Linked DNA regions of Mus musculus: all the other regions are linked to region 1. The links are chromatin contacts, called in public HiChIP or PLAC-seq and promoter capture Hi-C maps. All regions are on one chromosome and are shown on one strand. The core of a region is the stretch at or near the end of the contact, and the rest is flanking DNA. Distances in the headings are between cores, read along the strand shown. Region 1 holds the start of Eogt (EGF domain-specific O-linked N-acetylglucosamine (GlcNAc) transferase). Region 2 holds the start of Frmd4b (FERM domain containing 4B). Region 3 overlaps Frmd4b (FERM domain containing 4B). Region 4 overlaps Frmd4b (FERM domain containing 4B).

Region 1 (3,227 bases), core at 532-3,031:
GGCCTTGATCTAACAGTAAATTACTAGCAATTTTATAAAATTAAAAAAATGCATGGTGGGTTAGTGAGCAGGGGGAGGGAGGATGGGATAGGGAGGTTTTTAGAGGGGAAATGAGAAAAGGGGGTAAAACTTGAAATGTAAATAAAGAAAATATCTAATAAAAAATACATACTGAGTGCCAGGCAGTTGTGAGTCCCAGGACAGCCAGGGATACACAGAGAAACCCTGCCTCTGGAAAAAAAATGCATATTGATAAAAAACAATAACTGCTTAATAATGAAAATACTGACCTTTTTAGTCCTCAGAATCCCCTCCGGAAGCTGCTGATGCTTTGGCTAGCCTAAAACCTGAGAAAAATAAAGTACGTTACCTTAAGAGCATGCCACAAGAGACTAGTTACTATTTTAATATAAAGGAACAACGTAGAGAGAAAAATGACCAGCAAATCCCTAGCCAGAAGCCCGGAGATGAAGATGCGTGATTCTCCTCAGTGAATGAACACTACTAAGTCTCTCAAAGCAAAGTCAGAGCCCAGGGTCCCCTGGACATAGTAACCCACGGAGCAGACACTAGTGGTGAGCAGGAAGGAGGTAGCCCGCTTCACACCACATCACTCAATCCAGACCAACAGGATAATTAGCAGAGAAAACATTCCTAGGACCAAAGCCTGTTCCTGGTTCTCATTGCAGTAATCCTGTTCTCTGATTCCCGGGGCTGCCTGGACCAGTGCCAACCTCAGGATCACAACAGGCCACCCAGCCCTTGGACTAACCTTCTAGGTCGCGGCTTGGAGCACTAGGTCCTAAATTTCGGGTATCCAAATCCACAGCTCTGCAATGCGTTCTGCCGGTTAACAAAACTTGACCATTCATGGAAAAAAGTAACCCTTGGCCGTGGGGAAAATCTAAAGGAGCAGATCAGAAAGTTGGCTTTTGCAAGGGAGGGCATGTACCCACTTGCATATGCTGGGTGATGGTTCCCTGTGGTGCATGAAAGTACAACTTCAGGGCCTGGCAGAAAGCCTTCCCGGAGTTGAGTTCTCTGGCAAGACTTGGCAGGGATGAAAGCTTTAGTAGGTTAGGCTACCGCGTCTTTTTGCACAAAACGGTCAATCGCGCTCCACTCGTGTGTGGCTTGATTGGATTTTCACGGACCTAAAAAGAGAAGAGGAAAAAAAGGTAAAAATCTGAACGCCGTAAACCATGAGAGCTGGGGTTACTAGGACTACCACATGAATGGCTTAGGGCATTGCTGGGCAACAGAGCCAGCAGCGGACAGATGAAGTGCATCTGGGACTCAAAGACTATCAAGTCCCAAGGTAGGCAAGCAGACAGAGCTCAGACAGAGCTCGGCTGCCTGAGGCGCCGAAGTGGCAATCCTGCTGTGGCGATCCTCCGGTTGTCTGCGGAACGTCAACCCCTCCCCTGTGTAGCGGAGTCAGCCCCTCGCGCCCGGCAGCAGCCAACCCTGCCCCGGGTGCTTGGGGAAGCAGCTGTCTTAGGAGACGCTCGGCTCCCAGGTGTGCCTGGAGAAGCCACTCCGCCCCAGCATGGGGATCGAGGCAACAGGGCAGGCCTGGCTGGGCATCTCCCTAGCCTACAGCCACCGATCAACTCCTGGTAACCAGCTGAAGGCCGCGGGCTGGGATCAGAGTCCCAGAGTCAGGCTGCGGGCCCACGGGGGTGCAGGCGCCGGCCAGGAACAGGCGGGGAAGGCGCGGGGCCCACCTGCAGCTTGACTAGGGAGCGGCGGCGGCGGCAGTGGCGGCAGCTTGGGAGTAACGAGACGTCACCGCCGGCAGCCGCGAACCGGAAACCTCCGGCGCCCAAGCCGGGCCAGGGGGCGCCCGGGAGCTGCCGCGACACCTTGGCCCGGGGCTCAAGGGCGGACCGGAATGCCTTGACCACACCCAGCGACCAGAGTCTGGAAGGCACTCTTGGACACCCATCAGCCAAGGTTACGGACACCCTGTGACCCACAGCCTGATCCACTGGGGACACCCGCCTACATCCCCTCCGGGACGTGGGACACCGGGGTGCAAGTCCCTGGCTGCTCCTCCAGGCGCTTGGCAGGTCTCCAGCACCAGAGAGTAGGCAGGCAGACTACGGGACTGTTTACATATCACTCAGGGTTGTAATTTTATTGCTTTCCCATTCTGAGCAGAAGTTGCTGCCCTGATTTTCAAATGAGACTGGATGTAGTGGGACACTCTCTGGTGGGTAGTGAAAATACTGTAGATTCCAGGGAATTGTACCTGTCCATGAAGTGTCCAAGTCCAATGGCTACTCTTGTTTAATTTTTACGTTTTTGCTATTTCATGATGATTTCTAACTGCTTGTTTAGGTGATGATTACGTGTATGCATATCTCCCATTCTCTTCCATTCTTGACACCTTGCAGTTCCAGCATGCCTTCTGGAGCATGGGGGAGACAGCCATTAAATTATGATTAAAGGGTTCAAGGGCTGACAGGTGGCTTAGAGTTTTCAAAGCGCTTGTGGGAGCAAGCCTGACGACCCACGTTGAATCCTAGGATCCTACCACGAAAGGGGAGAACCCACTCCCTGACCTCGTTCTCTGACCTCCTGGATACTCACACCTTCCTATACAATACTAATAAATGAAAAAAAGGACCCAGCTTATATTAATGGTGTCAAAATAAACATGCTCAGATGCATTCAGTTCACAAGGCTTACATGTCTTATAAATTTTAAGAAGCTACTATGAGAACTGAAACCAGAACTGGTGGTACAGGCCTGCTGTTCCAGCTACTCCACAGGCTGAGTCATGGAAAAAATTTAAAAAAAATAAAAAATAAAAGGAAGTTCAAGACACCCAGACAACTTAGTGACCACGGAGATGAGTGCTATCCTAACATGTGCACGACCCCAGGTTCAATCCCCAGTAACATACAACATACACATGGGCTGGGCACTTTAGGGAAGGCCTTTCTTTAATCCTAGCTAGCACTTGGAAGGCAAAGGCAAATGGATCTCTGTAAGTTTGAGGCCAGCCTGATCTATGTCGCAAGTTCCAGACCAGCTGTGTTTTATATGTGTATGTGTTTAATATGTATATAATTTGTTTAATATATATCCTGTTCAGTATGTATTGTGTTAGCATGTCATTTACATGTGCCAAACACACATTAAAGAACAAAAGAACATTACAGTAGTTTTTAAAATGCATTTTAAAATTTTTATGTATAGGTATTTTGTGCGTGTATGCA
Region 2 (3,227 bases), core at 458-2,957, 340 kb after region 1:
TATTTGTGCTTTCCTTTTGAAAGTTCCTCAATATTTAAAAAGAAAAGGCGGCCCTACGTGATGGGGCTGGGGTGGGTGTGTTTACTCCCAACCAAAGTGAGCAGAGACTTCCCAAGAGAGAAAAGGACTGAAAGATAGACACACGTCTGGCTCCAAAAAGCCAGGAGTGCAGTTTCTGGTGGCCAGATGGGCTATGGGCACAGCTCCCTAATGCTCTCAAGCCCCATCGGGCCTCCAGGGCTCTCAGTCAGTGAGCCTTGCTAAGTCTATTTCAAACATATTACAGATATGTTAGGCAAACCAGGAACACTGAAACCACAGGTTAAAATGTGTGTGTGTGTGTGTGTGTGTGTGTGTGTGTGTGTGTATAAACAAGAATAGCAAGGGAACATTCATTCCTGAGAACTCTTGTAGTCTGTCCTTAGTTGGCTTTTATTCTATCTGGTTGATGGAAGACTATGACTTTTCAAAAATCAAAGCTAGAGTCGCATATGGGACACTCTATGACAGATATAGTTCAGCCCTATTAGGAATAGGGTCAGGTTATGTGTAAGGAATTCAGAGAACTGTAACAAACTATCCCCAGGAAAGAAGCCCAGGTATGAATCTTCATAATTCAACAATGCAGTTTTTATTCTTTTATCTTAAAGGTATCCATCTCCCAGTCAGAGTACTTTTATATCCATTTACTACTGTTCACAAAAATCCAGGCAAGTTGCAATCCCAGAGAGGATGAATGGTCTCCTCATTGGGCAAAGTTGCTGCAGATTTTGCCTGCAAGATGGGGCCAGCCAGCAAAGCAATAAAGAGGCTGTGTTGTGCGACAGATTAAATCCAAGTGTAAGCATTCCAGCGCTCAGCCAAGCCACCCTTCCCTTCCCTAGCCTGTCAGCCTCCCACAAAGTGCTCCCAATCCGCCGCTGTCCTTCCGTCCCAAAGCCAGGCAACACAGAATCAGCTTTTCCTGGCTGTGCCCTGGAAGCAGGGGCTGCCTGGTGGAAAAGTGCAATAAAATCAAGAAGGAAGAAGACAAATTCACTAAGACATGCTCTGACAGCAAGCAATGACGGGAAATCATAGCTTCCGAAATGGCCACCTCCAATGAAATGAAATGAAATAAAACAGAAATAATCCTCTCAACCTCAAAGTCGCTTTCCACAAACGACGTGTTGCAAAGGCTATAAGCCCCTTTACTAGTGCCAGCAGGAACCTCCATCACGTTATAATATATGTTTGCTTGGGGTGGGGTGGGGGAGCGGATAACTCCCAAGTGCCCCCATGCCCAACTGAAAAAAAAAAATTATCAAGCCACAGTTAGCTAGAGCTGCTGAGGGCTTGACCCAAGCGCTAAGCTCCCCGCGAGGAGTTGAAAACAAAGATATGGGAAGCCTGAGGTTATGAAATCATACAGGTGGACCGGTCCTCAGTTGAGCGCCGGGCATCCCCGCAATGGCCCCAGGGCGCCAGCTCCTGGGCTCACCTGGTACACATCCCGCAGCCCGCACCACGTCCGCAGCACCTGGTGGCAAGCCCGCAGCCTCTCGGTGTACCATCTCCGCAGCGTGGACACGGTCAAGTTCCACACGAAGCGGCTGCCGCTGAACAGCAGGTCCTCCACTCCGCACATGAACACCGAAGCCATGCCGCTGCTTTCCCTCGGAGCCTGGATTCCGCGATCCTGGGCTCGCCACGCTCTGCTGTAGCTGACAGCCCCGGGGGTGGGGGGTGGGGGGTCAGATCTGCCACTGAACTCGCCTTTCACTGTGTGTCCCGGCCAGGTTGGGGCGGCATGCCCGGGGATTGGGTGCCCGCCAGCCAACGGCTGCGACTGGCACGGAGGCTGTGTCACCCCGCCCGCCCCCACCCAGCGCCAGCTTCCTAAGCTCCGCCAGGCCAGCCCTGGGTGCTCCCTGGGCGCGGGAAGCCCTGGCCAGTGAGGACTCCCCGCTGAGCTGCTCCTGGGCACAGGGCCGCAGGCAAAGCCCAGCAACTCTTTGCAAGCCTAGTAGGGAGCTGCATTTCAGCGCGCTTGCACACACACACACACACACACACACACACACACACACACACACAGAGAGAGAGAGAGAGAGAGAGAGAGAGACACACACAGACACACAATCACACACCTAGACCTAGCCCCGGGACACCTGTATTTTACTCTTTAAGGTCGCTCTGCCTTGCATCTTGCTCTGTCCACACCTCAGTGATAAACACCTCTGGGGAAGCTATAGAAGCAGAAGACCGGGAAGAAAAAAAAAATCCTGCAGCATCTCCCTTTAGATCTCACTCCCGAGAGAATTGTGCGTGTTTTCTTGGCTCTGCTGAAACCAGATGAAGAGCCTCAAAGCAACAGTGTGTACGCGCCTCCAGCCTCTCTTTGCTCCTAACTTGAAGGTCTCCAAGAAAATGCCAGCCTGCCTTGGCCACCAGCAAAGCAGGTTCCCTGATACCCTCGTGAGGCCAGTTTCAGGGCAGCTGTGGGCTCAGAAGAAAAACAAGGCTTCTTTGATCCTCTGGCAAACAGCATTCAGTTAAGACTCCCTAGGAACCAGAAGCTTCGAGAGAGGATCCCTGGTCAGTTTGTACAAAATTCTACCTCAGGATATACCGGGCCACAGATGGCATCACACATCCGACGGGGGAGCTCACTGCTCAAAAATAAATACGAAATAAGTACATGAATAGAAAAATAAAAACTCGTCCTCAGCTCCAGAAGCCCTGGGACAATTCGTGCTTTTTAAGGTCTCCACAGGGAATGATAAGTCTCTAAGGAGTTTGAAAAGGGAATCTAAGAAGTCCCACACACCCGAGTCTGTATTTTTCCTTGAGAATGTTTGCACATTGCAGTCCCCAGAATCCCATCCCATTTCCAGAGCAAGCTCACTGCAGCTGGGAAGCAATCCTAATTACACTCACTGGATCACGTGTACACAGACGTCTCTACACGAGAGGGAGGGGCCCAGCATCAAGGGGCGGAGTCAAGAGAAGGCAATGGGATGATTATGATCAAATGACATTATCCATGTGTGAAAGTGTCCTGAAGCCCATTATTATATAATTAATACATGATGATGAGGAGGAGGCGGAGGAGGAGGAAGAGATAAACAACCTACTGCCCCAGATTTCAGGATGGAGGTATTTCTCTCTGAATCTACCTTGTTGGACAATGGTGAGCATTTCATTGGTCGACTCACACCTGTGCTATTGTCTTTGCTATTAAGTGG
Region 3 (3,227 bases), core at 240-2,739, 320 kb after region 1:
ACATCATGGTCCAAGCCTCAACTGATTGGACTTTGTGGCCCTGGAGGAGAGAAGCAGCCACCGGATCTGAAACCTGACTGTCTGGGACAAGCATCTCTTCCATACATACTGTCTTCTGTTCTTCATTGATGGCAATCGACAACCACGTGGAGTGCTCATTTCTTAAGTTTTCGTTCATGACAAGGACTATGACATTGGTTCTTCACAAGGTGCCAGGCACCAGAGCTGGTATTATGGGTGTTCAGATTAGCATTGTGGTTGCACAGGATCCCAGACTCATTAGGACCTCATGCTTGATGTGTTTCTTCTTTACCACGGCTCTTTTCCCCCCTTTGAGATAGTTTCTCTGTGTAGCTCTGGCTATCCTGGACTTCACTCTGTAGACCAGGCTGAACTTGAACTTAGAGATCTGACTGTCTCTGCTTCCTAAGTGCTGGAATCAAAGGCATGCTCCACTACCACCCAGCCATTATACTTCTTCTTCTTCTTCTTCTTTTTTTTCCATTACACTTCTTAATACTATTGTTATTATTTTGTGTTGATTGGGCTCAAACTAAGGGCTGTGTGTTGGCTGGGCAAATGTTCTACTTGTCAAGTACATCTCCAGCCCTTGTATTTTTGAGACAGAGTCTCAAACGTCTTGTCTTGAACACGTGACCCTCCCTCCCTCTGCCTCCCAAATATGGGAGTTACAGGTCCTGCCATGCTTGACTCTTGTTGAATAAGGAGTTGTGTGTTTTCCTTTTGCATAGGGACTCTCTGCCTGGCATTGTGCTGAGCAGGAGAGGCAAGGACTATGACCACAAGTCATGATAAAAATGAGGGCCAAGGACCCTGCCCAAGGCAGCTGCTTGCAGGGACGTGGGCTGAGCATAAAGCGTGTCTACTATGCTCAGGGCTACGCAGTATGGCACCTGGGAAGCTCTCAGCAGCTACTGAATGAAAAAGAACTTCTGTTTAAAAAGGAAAATCACCAACTACAGAAAATGAATTCATAAGTTCCTAAAACTGGGGCTGATAACACTGAAAGTTTATTTAAGGTCTCCCTGCGATCACATGCTACAACCGTTGGACTGGACAGTACGCCGTGTCCAGGAAAAACAGCTCCGATGGAAAAATCTGTTACTCATGTTCTCCTCCAGGCAGAAAAAGAGGGAACTTTCTTGCACAGGGCGGGTTCTTGCTTTCTTAACCACAAATGGAAAAGCCGAGGTGAAAAGCTTGGGGGAGAGCGGCAGGCATCCGGGCTTCTCAGGACTGTCTTACAGCAAGAGGCCAAAGGCACGTGCGGCACTGGACACAAACTGTAAAATCTAATAACTTCCTCATGTTTGGAAAAATAAAGACAAAGAGGCCTTTGAACACCGTGTTTGAAGTCCACTTCACACACAGGGACAGAGACCCAGAGCACTCAGTGCTAGGAGCCTCCCAGCTGGGGGTAAGAAAACGGACTCTGCACCCAGGGTCCGGATTCCCAAGCAGGGACTTTCACAGAGGTTGCACAGACAATGCGAAGAAAGTGGCATGACCTTCCACGCAGCCTTCAATCTCACTTCCTTCCTGGCTTTCTGCAGAATCTGATTTTTTTTGTTCTGTTTCGGTTTCCCCTTTCTCTGCCCATTTGCAGTGCTTTGAAAAAAAAAAACTATCCCCTCCTCTTTCTCCTACCCCTCCTCCTCTCCCCTCTCCTCCTCCTCTTCCTCCTCTACTTCTGACACAGGGGTCTTCTCTATATAGCCAGGCTAGCCTTAAGTTAGAGTTACTCCTATCTAAAATGATTTTTTTTTAACGAAGGAAGACTTTATTTAGGGTACACACAGTGGCTGAACTGGCATCACTCACTGTATCCGTTTCTGCACACACCTTTTAATCTGGCCACTCTTGAGACATCTAAATCAGTAGTTCTCAAATCTGTGGCTCTCGACCCCCGCAGGGTCATATAGCAGATATCCTGCCTATCAGATGCTTACAGTACGCTTCATAGGGCAAAATTACAGTTATGAAGTAGCAATGAAATAATTCTATGGCGGGGGCGGGGGTCACCACAACATGAGAAACTGTGTTAAAGGGTCACAGCATTAGAAAGGTTAAGAGCCACTCTCTTTATTATTCCCTCCTTTCTGTCCTCTGGGTCATTGTAAACCAAATCTACAACTCTGGGTAATTTTGTCTGTAAAGATTTCAATATAAAAGATCATGACATTGTTTTTAAATATAAACCCAGATAACTAAAAGAAAAAAAATCTCACTATCTTCACATATCTGTTAAGAGTTCAGATTTCCAATTGATTGATAATGTTCCTTATTTGCTTATTTTTGGGTCAAGGTCTCACTATGTAGTACAACTTGGCCTCAAACTCATGACTACCCTGCCCCAGCCTCTGGAGTACTAGGATTATAAATGTATTTGACTGCATCTGTTTCCAATTCTTTCCCTCTCCTTCTCGCCTTACATCTCCGTCTCCCTCTTCTTCTCTGTCTGAGTCAGGGTCTCTCTATCTCTCTATATAAGCCCTAGCTATTCTGGAACTATCTATGTAGAAACACTGGCTTTGACCTCACAGAGATCTGTCTGTCTTTGCCTACAGAATGTGCTGGGATTAAGGGTGTATACTACCATGGGTGGCCTCACTCCTCCCCAAACCCACTTTGTTGGACATAATATCCAAAAACAGAAACCATAGTTTGACACAGGCCCACATTTCTCTTAGATTTTAGGTAATCTATAGGTACCCCCATTGTTATTTATTTACTGAAGATGTGGAGCTGTTTAGCCCATCAATTCTCAGACCACCCAGCTTGCTGACTGTGTTTCTAAGGCATCTACTGTGGTTCCTGAAGGCCTTGGCTTCTGGCTGGATCCTTTAATCAGGATTGTCTCTTAGATCCTATAGCCTGTGTGTTCTTGCATTGGAAGGATGTTTGTTCTATTATGGTACAAAACCAATATTCATGACCAAGGTCATTTATTCAATCAAGGACATCAACATGACAATTTTCTAATCCTGCTAGCCCTATTTAGTAGAGTACCTCAGTATGAACAGCTCTGCCCTTAATTGCAAATGGGTGATGCTCTGTTCAATGTTGCTGAATGACTGGTCAGCTAGGAGCATCCCTACATATTAAATCCATGGTATAAACAGCTACGAAGATAGAGAACACATCTAGAAAATTACCTCTGACAATTTTACAGACATGCTTCAGATTTAGACCAACAGAGATTGTTT
Region 4 (3,227 bases), core at 434-2,933, 290 kb after region 1:
CACCGGCCTTTACCCCATTGCAGGGAGTTCTCTGGTCAGTAGACGTGATTCAGTAACTATACTGCTAACCTTAAATGCTTAGATTGCTTAAATAGCTTGTTCTCCCCTTCTACCCAACTCTCAAAATTTCTTTTGGAATATTAAGATGTCAAACAGGCTTATTCAAGTCGAAAATCAACCCATTAGTCAAACCCTGGAGAGGGCAGCAATCCAATATCTGGGTTTAATGCCTTTCTTATTTCCTTGTCATAATCAATAAACTAACTCAGAACCACTCACTGTTCAGGGATGAGGGCAAAGCTCAGCAGTGGCGTGTTTGCTGAGAAAGTGCGAGGCACCGCACTTCATCACCAGGACTACAAACACACCAAGTAAAGCAGCCCCGTGCCTGAAGTCAGCGAAGGCTGTTGTCCAGCTCTTGGTTTTTGTATGATTGTGACCATTCAGAGTTGAGCTTCTTAACTCTCAGACACACACAGAAAAGAAACTAACATATGCAGATAGATTATTTTTATCAAGTGTGTTTATTTACCTACTTGATAGGTATTTAATGTTTCTATTTATTATTTGAGAATATCATGCAACATAATTTGAACAATACTCTTTCCCTTCTCCCCACTCCTCCCACCAGATCCTCCCTTAAAATAATGTTTTTAAAGTGGAGTATTTGTTGTATATGGTACTGGCTTTCATAAGGTCGTTTTCATGCAAGCATATGATGCGCTTTGAGTGCATGCCCCTTCCCCATTTCCTTCCCTATCCACCCCCTCACTAGTTCACTTGGGTCCCTAGACTGTTTCGGTCTCACTTTCGGGCCACATAGACACACACAATTTTACACCATGATTCTTTGTATGTGAGAGTGTGGGTACATGTGCCCATGGGTGTTCGCAGAGGGAGGACAAGGGCTAAGCATAGTTCTTCAGGTGCTGTCCACCTTGGTTTTTTGAGACAGTCTCTCACTGTCCTGGAGTATCCAGGTTAGGCTAGGCTGCTGGGCCAGCAAGTCCAAAGGTTCCACCCATCTCTGTCTCCCTAGCCCTGGGATCACAAGTAAGGGTTGGCATACATGTTTTGTCCTGCTTGCTGTTGTTTTGTTTGAGACAGGGTCTCTCTGTGGAGTCCTTGCACTCACTATGTAGACCAGATTGTCCTTGAACTCACAGAGAACTACTAGTTTCTGTCTCTGTAGTACAGAGTGCTGGGATTAAAGGTGTGCATCATTATGCTCAGCCCATGCATGGCTTTTATATATATATATATATATATATATATATATATATATATATATATATATATATAAAGTGTTGTGGGGATCAAAGTCAGGCTCAAGTACGCTCCCCAGGCCTACCTACATCATGTACGTTTATCATGTACTGTGTTCTCACAAGCACCCCATGAAATAAACAGTTTCAACTTTCTCTTTTATGGTTGAAACTGGACCCTCAAGAGTTTGAGAATAACTCATTGAGTTCCCAACAGGTAATGAGAGGCTGAGTCAACTCAACCAGGGGCTCACCAGATGACAGGAAAGGGCCAAGGCTGGGGTTGTAACTGCACAGATGGAAGTGTGGTGGGAACCACATCTTCTCCCTGGAAATGGTCTGAAGGTGCTTCTGCAACCAGTCCCTCCCGAGGGCCCAGAGAACACTGTCGAGTTCATGGCCACAGAGTCCCTCGGGTTATTTCTGCAGTTACTTCCTCTTTCTTGAAGACCAGTGGTTAGGCAGTATTTTTAGACATTGTGGTACAGTATCAATGAGTCCAAAAAGGAAAAAAGAAAGAGAAGAAAAAGACGAGGAAGGCACAAATGCTGGAAACAGGAAAAGTCACCAACGTATAACCAGGGTGTAACCAAGATGCGCTGTGGCAGGTCTGCAGCACAGGTTAGCCGCCCTCCACAGTGGAGTTGGAGAAAGTGGAAATTCTGGCGTTGGGCTTATGTGAGAAGCAGACAGCCTGTGGTCTGGAAACTTATAATAGTTCTGCCAACGGTTTTCTCCTTTCCTGAGAAAAACAGCCAATAGGGAGAGGCGGGGGCAGAGCGGCTTTCAAGAATTTTAAAAAGTAACGACATGGGCTGTCCGGGGAAGGGCTTTTCCAGATGAATGGCTGTGCTTGTGATGAACAGACACGCAGGCCACCGCTTAGTGCCCGAATAACAAGCCCAGCAAGCCTGACTCTGAGCCTCTGCAGGGCAAACGGATTCTGTATGTCACAAGGAAACACAGATAAACCTTAGAGGTCCCCAAACCCTCTCAGCCCCTATTCTGAGCACCCGGCTCTGCATCCATTCCTCAACTCCATTCAAACCTCTGATTGGTGTCTATCAGTCTCTCTGCTCTTTGCAATCCATGTTCAAACACAGTCTAAAGAAGTCCTCAGGGGACTCACAATTAGTAAAAACGGACTGTGTTAGAACCAGAGTCCTGGCCTGTCTCAAATTAGTTGGTAGAAAATATACCAGGGACAAAGGATTTAGAAAAGTTTACCAAATTGTGAAAAGTTCAGTTCATTTGGGCTTTTGGAAAAAATAACCTTTCCCACCCCTTGCCTCATTTCTTTCCTGCTTGCGTGTTTGTACTGGAGATGGAACCCAGGGCCTTTCACTCACTAGGCTAGTGCACTCCCAGTCCACTACTGCCCCAGTCCACAGAAACTTGAATCTCAAGACCCAGGCCTCATATCGTCACAGAAGAAACACCCCTCTCAGCCTAGAAGCTACCAGCACGCAGTCATGAACATGTCTTGTCTTGTTGCTATGTAGGCTCTGATTTTAGCCGGGTTTGTGGAGTCCCTCTGAAGTTTTATCATGGAATTAAATGTTAGCGAAATGAAACAAAATAAAAGCTGGGCGACCACAGGTTAGGAGAAGACGAGACTAGTCTTCCCCTCTACAAACAAACAAACTAAATAAAATTATCAAGCAGCAGGGGAAGGACGGGAGCAGGAGCCCTTTTCGAGAGGCTGTGTGATGGGACCAATGACAGCAGTGCCTGAGAACGCAGTGACTGCCTCATGCAGGCCAAATAGTAACATTTAAAGCACACGTCTAACGTACTTTAAGAACATACATAAGAGCAACGAAATGCACAGGTTGCTTTAGGATGTGCCGTGTGATAGCAATTAAATCCCAGAAACTAAGATGTACACAGCCACCTCCAAGCCACAGCTTACTAAAATTCAACTTTTGAAGGATTTAAAAAAAACAAACAAACAACTTTCAA

Evidence for each region. Promoter capture Hi-C pulls out the DNA fragments that hold promoters and counts their contacts. HiChIP or PLAC-seq counts read pairs in DNA pulled down with a chosen protein or histone mark.
Region 2: a contact with region 1 is called in an H3K4me3 HiChIP or PLAC-seq map of embryonic stem cells, with 21 read pairs. The contact joins the promoter of Frmd4b here to the promoter of Eogt in region 1. A contact is called at or near these places in 2 of 39 promoter capture datasets (the C10 cell line and pre-B cells), 6 of 115 datasets of contacts at active chromatin or transcription factors (bone marrow-derived macrophages, embryonic stem cells and memory CD8 T cells) and 2 of 9 other capture datasets (adipose tissue and liver).
Region 3: a promoter capture Hi-C map of pre-B cells shows a contact between it and region 1, with 2.3 times the contacts expected there. The contact joins the enhancer-like site here to the promoter of Eogt in region 1. A contact is called at or near these places in 2 of 39 promoter capture datasets (the C10 cell line and pre-B cells), 1 of 484 Hi-C or Micro-C datasets (the N1E-115 cell line), 5 of 115 datasets of contacts at active chromatin or transcription factors (bone marrow-derived macrophages, effector CD8 T cells, embryonic stem cells and 2 more) and 2 of 9 other capture datasets (adipose tissue and liver).
Region 4: an H3K4me3 HiChIP or PLAC-seq map of bone marrow-derived macrophages shows a contact between it and region 1, with 3 times the contacts expected there. The contact joins the enhancer-like site here to the promoter of Eogt in region 1. A contact is called at or near these places in 2 of 39 promoter capture datasets (embryonic stem cells and pre-B cells), 7 of 484 Hi-C or Micro-C datasets (B cells, the MNK3 cell line, embryonic stem cells and 2 more), 4 of 115 datasets of contacts at active chromatin or transcription factors (bone marrow-derived macrophages, extraembryonic endoderm stem cells, large pre-B cells and 1 more) and 2 of 9 other capture datasets (adipose tissue and liver).

What each region holds. Positions count from the first base shown.
Region 1 is chr6:97,147,105-97,150,331 of GRCm38.p6, forward strand. It overlaps Eogt (EGF domain-specific O-linked N-acetylglucosamine (GlcNAc) transferase), which reads right to left and starts at 1,782. Exons shown (of 18, transcript NM_175313.5): 1 at 1,728-1,782; 2 at 773-1,154; 3 at 291-347.
Region 2 is chr6:97,486,113-97,489,339 of GRCm38.p6, forward strand. Frmd4b (FERM domain containing 4B) reads right to left here and starts at 1,708. Exons shown (of 23, transcript NM_001346637.1): 1 at 1,481-1,708. The coding sequence starts at 1,642.
Region 3 is chr6:97,462,857-97,466,083 of GRCm38.p6, forward strand. The region is part of intron 1 of Frmd4b (FERM domain containing 4B); the gene reads right to left. Among named protein-coding and RNA genes, the nearest start is that of Frmd4b, 23 kb to the right of the region's middle. Within about 2 kb of position 1,490, at least 108 of the 459 cell types and tissues checked have an H3K27ac peak or open chromatin away from gene starts, as enhancers often do. A contact at or near this core is called in adipose tissue, bone marrow-derived macrophages, liver and 3 more, where this site is marked.
Region 4 is chr6:97,437,453-97,440,679 of GRCm38.p6, forward strand. All of the region lies in intron 1 of Frmd4b (FERM domain containing 4B), which reads right to left. Among named protein-coding and RNA genes, the nearest start is that of Frmd4b, 49 kb to the right of the region's middle. Within about 2 kb of position 1,684, at least 82 of the 459 cell types and tissues checked have an H3K27ac peak or open chromatin away from gene starts, as enhancers often do. A contact at or near this core is called in B cells, adipose tissue, bone marrow-derived macrophages and 2 more, where this site is marked.